2 separate regions of the Pan troglodytes genome follow, and region 1 is linked to region 2. The links are chromatin contacts, called in public Hi-C maps. All regions are on one chromosome and are shown on one strand. The core of a region is the stretch at or near the end of the contact, and the rest is flanking DNA. Distances in the headings are between cores, read along the strand shown.

Evidence for each region. Hi-C and Micro-C count contacts between places; a contact is called where the count stands out from the background.
Region 1: a contact with region 2 is called in a Hi-C map of stem cell-derived neural progenitor cells, with 5 times the contacts expected there. The contact joins the promoter of ETV5 here to the promoter of TRA2B in region 2. A contact is called at or near these places in 1 of 7 Hi-C or Micro-C datasets (stem cell-derived neural progenitor cells) and 1 of 1 datasets of contacts at active chromatin or transcription factors (stem cell-derived excitatory neurons).

Annotation. Positions count from the first base shown.
Region 1 is chr2:189,290,089-189,293,572 of NHGRI_mPanTro3-v2.0_pri, forward strand. ETV5 (ETS variant transcription factor 5) reads right to left here and starts at 1,721. Exons shown (of 13, transcript XM_001152492.7): 1 at 1,495-1,721.
Region 2 is chr2:189,115,154-189,118,575 of NHGRI_mPanTro3-v2.0_pri, forward strand. It overlaps TRA2B (transformer 2 beta homolog), which reads right to left and starts at 1,645. Exons shown (of 9, transcript XM_530672.8): 1 at 779-1,645. The coding sequence starts at 814.

The DNA of each region.
Region 1 (3,484 bases), core at 471-2,970, 180 kb after region 2:
AGAAGACGGGAGGGGGAGATATTTTTCAGTCTCATGATGAAATACTTCACCCGGAAGAGCAAAAAAAAAATTCTAAAAAATTAAAAGAAATAAACTGCCATAAACGAACGGAAAAGAGGCATTCCAGGGTTAGAAAAATTGTATTCCAAGTATAATTTTTTTAAAAGCCTGAAGGAAAGGCTCGAGTTCATCCAGGAGTTTAAACCACTTCCTTTGCCCCCCCACCACCCGCGCCCCGGGCGCCCCCAGGAAAACTTTAGCACAGCGCAGCGGCGCGATCCAGGCCCCTCCCCTGTGGCGCGCAGCGGGCCCGGTTTTATGAATGGGAGAGCGAGCCGCGGCCGCCACATCAGGTAGAGGCTGTAACTGGATCTCTAGCGCTGGGCCCCATTCACAAAACAAGACACACTTCCACCCAATTCTCAGCCTTCCCCATTCATGAAAACTCCTTCGGCTGCGCCCCCGCCCCCATTTCCAACGCACGCCCAGCCTCCGACGCAGGCCCCTCACCCCAGCGTTTTAGGAAGAAAGCTCAATGCTTCATTCACAAAAAGGGAAGAAAAAAAAAAAAAGCCGCAGGGAGCAGCGAGCCAACGAAAGAAACCCGCTTCATTCATAAAGTCACCCACATTCATAAAAACGAGGTGCGGCGCCCGGCGCTACCAACCGCTTCCAATCCCCCCACCCCCAACATCTCTCCCTGGCACCCCCTCCTCGACCAGGAGTTCGGTTCCCCCCCCGAGTTTTCTCCACCCTCTGAAAATGCGGCCGGAACCCTAATCCGCTGCGAGGCTCCAGCATCTTTCGGTGCTGTCCCCTCCACACCCGTGTTATCCCCACCATCCCCAGGCCGCTGTTCCGGTGCGCCCCGATTTTCTCGAGTCGCCGCACAGCCCGACGCCCTCAGCCTGCTGGGTGGGAGCAGGGCGACTGGATGTCCACTTTCCACCACCTGAAACTTGCAAGGCCTGCGTAAGTTCCTGGTCGACCCCCGCCCCCGCAGGCTGCACTTGCCTGTGTCATTTACCCCCTCCCAGTGCTCTGGGGGGCAGCGCCTCTCAGACATTCCCCTCAAACTGCTTCCCGCCCCCTCCTCCCAACTGCGGAGCTCCGCCAAGCGTCTCTTCTCGCGAGCCTCCAAGTCCCCTCGGGGCTCTCGAATCTCCAGAGACTGAAAGCCTCGCAACTCCGCGATCCCCCATCCACTCGGGAGCCCCCGCACTCGCGCTCGGCGCGCCTCCCCCACGACGTGTGGAAAGCCGCTCTCCCCGCGCTCCGGAACCGTTAGCCGCACCCGCCCGACGCCTCCCAGGAACCAAACCGGACCGGGCCGCGGGGGGAGGGGGCGGTCAACCCGGGGGGGGTCACCCCAGCTACTGCACCCCGACTTTGAAGATTCTGAATCAGCCCGTGAACTCTAGCCGGCTGGGCCTGTCGGACCAGTGGCCGGACGCCCCTTCCGATCTCCCCCCTGCCCCCGCAAAGCCCCCTCACCTGAGGCGGCCGCTCTCCTCCCCTTGCAGCGGCCCCGGCGGCGCAGGCGCGCTCACGCACGCGCGCACCGGGCCTGGGCGCCTGGGCGAAAGGCTGGGCCGAACCGCTCCGAAGACGGTGAACCGCTCCGCGCACCAGCGGCTGGACTCTGCGCCGCAGCTGCCAACCAGGCTGGAGCGCTGGCCCGGCCCCCCGCGGCTCGCTGCTCCGCCCGCCGCCATTGGCCCGCGGCCCTAGCCCAGCCTTGTTCCCATTGGCCAGAGGCCGTTCCCGCGGCTGTCCATCACCTCTTGTTTACCCTGTCTGCGGGCAAATCCAACCAAGCCGCCCCATCAACTCCGGCCCCCATTGGCCAGCAGTGCATCTCTCTCCACCCCCTCAGGGGTCTGTTTTACATAATTTATGCACCGGGGGCCATTGGCCAATCAGCACAGGCTTGTTTATATAATGAATGTAAGGACGTTTTTCATTCATAAAAAACGCGACCTGAGGGGGAAGCTTAGCTGAGTCAGTGAAGTACTTAAAGGGGCCGAGGCCAGGAGGAGCCGCCGTTACTTCCCTTCTCGCCGCTGTCCCGACTTTTCACCGAGGCACGACTCTTCCCCCTTACCCACTCACCCCCACTTCTCCATCCAGCAAAGCCCCGACCAGAATTGGGTCTCTTGGCGCCAGACGTTCGCAGCTGCAGCACCAAGCAAAGTTATCATTTTAGAATTCAGGGGAGAGGAATTCATCATTCCACACAAACTCGCTGACCGACCTGGGCGTTTAGCCCACAGAAACACAGAAAACGGAAACCGAGCCCTCTAATCTTAGTTACCTTTAAGAGAGGCCTTAATTTCTTTTAACCAGGTTTCCAGTGGGAAGAATAAGCAGCATCTGCTTTTAAAATCTCAGCTCTCAAACAGATTTTAGTTACTATTTTGTACTGGCAAGGCCTAAGGCCCAACCAAATCCCGTTTTCTCTTTAACTGCGGCTCGTAACCTCCGCCAGAGTGGGTTCCGTAGTCGAGGTGAGACCGGGTTCGGGCTCAAAGAAATCCTCTCCGGGGACAGCAGCAGCCAGTCCACCGACCTGGAAACCTAAATCCCTCCGAAACGGGCATGCAGACTCAGACTTTTTGCCTCCCTCCCCGGGCTGCTTGTTTTCCATTTAAGTATTGAATGCAAGATGGTGTATTTGCGAATTAGATCCCGTGCAGCTGGGAACGACGAGAAGCGGCTCTGCTTGCCAAACGATAGGGCACTAACTGCAATTGCTGAGATTCTTAACAGGGTGTTCCAGGAAACAAATAAACAAACAATCCTCTCCCCTCTCCGCCCCCTTACCCCCTCCTGTGAAGGCCGTGGGGCAGCTCTATCTTCTCCCCGGGGGTGCTGGGGGCCTGTGACGGAGCTCTGTTCTCGTCCTGCTGGAGTGCCCTGCCATTCACGCCGCGTGCCAGCGGTGGGGAGGAAAGATGCTAAGTGACAGGAGAAAGCCCCTAGCAATGGGGGTCCCAGGGTGGCCAACTCTGGGGCAGTTCCTGCCCCTGCCACCCCCACACTTAAGTCAAAAGTTGCCTACCTTCTTTCCTATCTCCACTTGTGTCTCTTAAACAGAGCGGACACTTGGTCTGTCGTTTATAGCCCTTGAAATGTTGGCGTGTCCCTAAGCAACCTGCAGCACCCGTGTTGAGTCCTGGGCTCAGCACTGACCAGGCACGCTGGAGCTGTTGACTTTGGAAGACTGAAATGGGCATGAGTTGATGGATGGAAAGTGCTTTGAACATATAACAAGCAGTTCCTTGAGATCTAGTTTCCTGGTAGAACATTTTGCTTCCGACTCCAGTTTTCCCTTAGTGCCCTTTTTCTTTTTCCAGGTGGTACCGTTTCTGTTTGGTGGCTGGAGATCTTACACTAGTACAGTTGTGCTCTGAGCTTATTGCTGACATTCCTGAGAGCTCTATCTCCCTAGCTAGATGAAGGGCCCAGGTAAGCTCCCAGATCC
Region 2 (3,422 bases), core at 395-2,894:
ATCCCGTGGAAATGCGATGTCCACAAAATCATCTTAGCGACTTTGTGGTCTGTCCTAATAGAATACTGATACAGATTTTTGCCTGGGAAGCCCTTTCAGCATCAGAGAAAAGCGCTTCATTTAGGCCAAACACAAAGCCCTCACGCAATCCCCTCCACCTAACGGGCCCAGAACTTAGTCGGCCTTGGATTAGTTTCCATCTTAAGAGGCCCCAAAGACATCCCAGACTCCGTCCTTTCCGTGGAGGCAAAGACGGTCCTTCGTTAACCTAAACACCGGCCCAAAGACCCAAAAGAACGTCGTCCGTCCCCTTGCACCCCACCACGCGGCCTTACGAAGCGCGGCCCGCTGCGGGTCGGGTCCGCGTTGCCGCGCGGCTTCTCCGCCATTTTGTGCCTCTGGCAGCTCGCCCAGCCCGCCAGCCCAAGATGGCTGCGGCGGACCTTCGCAGGAGAGCAACGCCGAAATAAGATATCGCTCCCCTCCCCCAACACCGCGGGGACGCAGCGGCCATTTTCATCTTCCCCCTCTTATAACGGGAAAAACGGCCGTCTCGGGCAGCAGCCACATAAACCCGCCGGTGGCCTCCCTCCTTCACGACCTAAGGCACTATCCACAAGGGCTTTTTTTGGTTAAATGCTGTCTCCCTTGCCTGCCCTCCCGGCTTCAGACTTCGGAGCCTAAAACGCCCCTGCCTCCTGGCCCGAGGCCGACGGGCCTAGAAAAAGATGCAAGGAGCTAGGACCACACAGCCACCCCCTACCGCAGCTCTACGTACCCGCTCGCCGTAGTTCTGCTCGCCGCTGTCGCTCATGACTCCTGGCTGCTGTCGCCGGTCGATGTGCTTCAATCGAAGCTGCCAACCTCTTGCACCTTCCTTAAGGAGGCTCCGCCGCAGCCCCGCACGACGCGCCGGTCGCCCAGCCGCTCAGAGCCGAAACGCTCCGCACCGCCTCCGCACGGGCTCTAACTCTACCGGATGTGACGCGGCGCTCCTTAGCCAGGCTCCTCCCCTCCCAGAAACGCGCGCTTTCTTGGCCTCGCCCCTCCTCGCTCTGCCTTTCCTCTCCAGCCGCAGCGCGTCCCGCACAGGAAGTGACGTGACCCCGCCCCTCGCAGGGCCCCACCCCCATTCACGAGCCTCTATGAGGCGGGAAAGCTAGCGTGTTGTTTGGCCGCTGTAGTGGGCGCCACGGAGCCACAGTGATGTCACCAGCCACTTCTGAATCCCTTCTAGAACTTTCCAGGGAACCTGCCGAGAGTGCAGGGAGGAGGGAGATGCTGTTTCCCCCAATCTCAATTCCTTTCTCCGCCTTATTAGTTTCTTGTTTTGTGTCTTTCCTTTGTTAGAGAAGTGAATGTTCGTACATTGGGTTCTTACTTAATTTTGTCTTACTTGTAGATATTTCCTTCCTGAATACGTCTTCATTTAAAAAAGGTCAGATCGGGCTGGGCGCGCTGGCTCACGCTGTAATCCTTCCACTTTGGGAGGCCGAGACGGGTGGATCACGAGGTCAGGAGATCGAAACCATTCTGGCTAACCCAGTGAAACTCCATCTCTACTAAAAATACAAAAAAATTAGCCAGGCGCGGTGGCGGGCGCCTGTAGTCCCAGCTACTTGGGAGGCTGAGGCAGGAGAATGGCGTGAACCCAGGAGGCGGAGCTTGCAGTGAGCCGAGATCGCGCCACTGCACTCCAGCCTGGGCGATAGAGCGAGATTCCGTCTCAAAAAAAAAAAAAAAAAAAAGGTCAGATCGGCCGGGCGCGGTGGCTCACGCCTGTAATCCCAGCACTTTGAGAGGCCGAGGCAGGCGGATCACATGGTCAGGAGTTCGAGACCACCCTGGCCAACATGGTGAAACCCAGTCTCTACTAAAAATACAAAAAAATTAGCCGGGAGTGGTGATGCACGCCTGTAATCCCAGCCACTCGGGAGGCTGACGCAGGAGAATCGCTTGAACCCGGGAGGCGGAGGTTGCAGTGAGCCGAGATCGGACCGCTGCACTCCAGCCTGGGCGACAGAGCGAGACTCTGTCTAAAAAATAAATAAATAAAAATAAAAAAGGTCAGATCTTAATACACAGGAATCAGACACAATCTCTATTCTAAAGTTACAACGTAATGTGCTAGAACCGTTAAACACAATTAGAAAAAATGATTGTAAGTGCCAGAGGCATGTATAACTACAGGGGTGTCACAAGGAGGGAAGATTAATTCTGCCATTTCGTAAGAGAATATAGTTGGATTATAGTGAGAAGAGCCCAAGACCAAGTCGGATACTTTCTTTCTTTTTTTTTTTGAGACGGAGTCTTGCTTTGTCGCTCAGACTGGAGTGCAACCGCGCGATCTCGGCTCACTGCAACGTCTGCCTCCCGGGTTCAAGTGATTCTCCTGCCTCAGCCTCCGTAGCAGCTGGAATTACAGGCGCCTGCCAACACGCCAGGCTAATTTTTTGTATTTTTTATAGAGACAGAGTTTCGGCATATTGGCCAGGCTGGTCTCCTGGGCTCAAGCGATCCTCCCACCTCGGCCTCCCAAAGTGTTGGGATTACAGGCGTGAGCCACTTCCCCCAACCCCCAAGTCGGATACTTAATTCCTCTACACTTCAGTCTCCCCATCCATTGAAAAGGTGGTACCTGGCTGATGAGGCACTTTGATACTGGTAAAGGGTCATTTGATTTTTTTTTTTTTTTTTTTTTGAGACAGGGTCTCTCTGGCTCTGTCGTGCAGGCTGGAGTGCGGTGGCTCATTGCACCTCCCAGTCTCAAGTGATCCTCCTGCCTCAGCCCCATATCCCCAACTCCTGATTTTTTTTTAACAGCTTTATTGAGATACAACTCACCTACTATGCAGTTCCCTTATTTAAAGTGTACAGTTCAAATGGCTTTTATTCACAGAATTGTGCAACCCAACCATCACCACAATTTTAGAGTAGTCTCATCACATTAAGAAAAGAAACACTCATTAATAGTCATTTTGCATCCCTCGTCCTCTTCACTCCTCACAACCCTCCCAGTCCTAGGCAATCACAAATCTTTCTTTCTCAATAGATTAACCTATTCAGGACATTTTATACGAATGGAATCATATGGTATGTATCTTTTGTAACTGGCTTCCTTGGCATACGTTTTCACGGTTCATCCATGTTGTAGAATGTACTACTATTTCATTCTTTTTCATTGTCAAGTTATATTCAGTTGTATGGATATATGACATTTTATTTATCCATTCATCATTTAATAGACATTTGGATAGTTTCCATTTTTTAACTTATGAATAATCCTGCTGTGAACATTCATGTACAAATTTTTGTACGAGCACATGTTTTTATCTCTCTTAGGTATACACCTAGGAATGGAATTGCTGGATTGTATAGTAACCCTACGGTTAATTTGGGGGGAAACTGCCAAACGGTTTTCC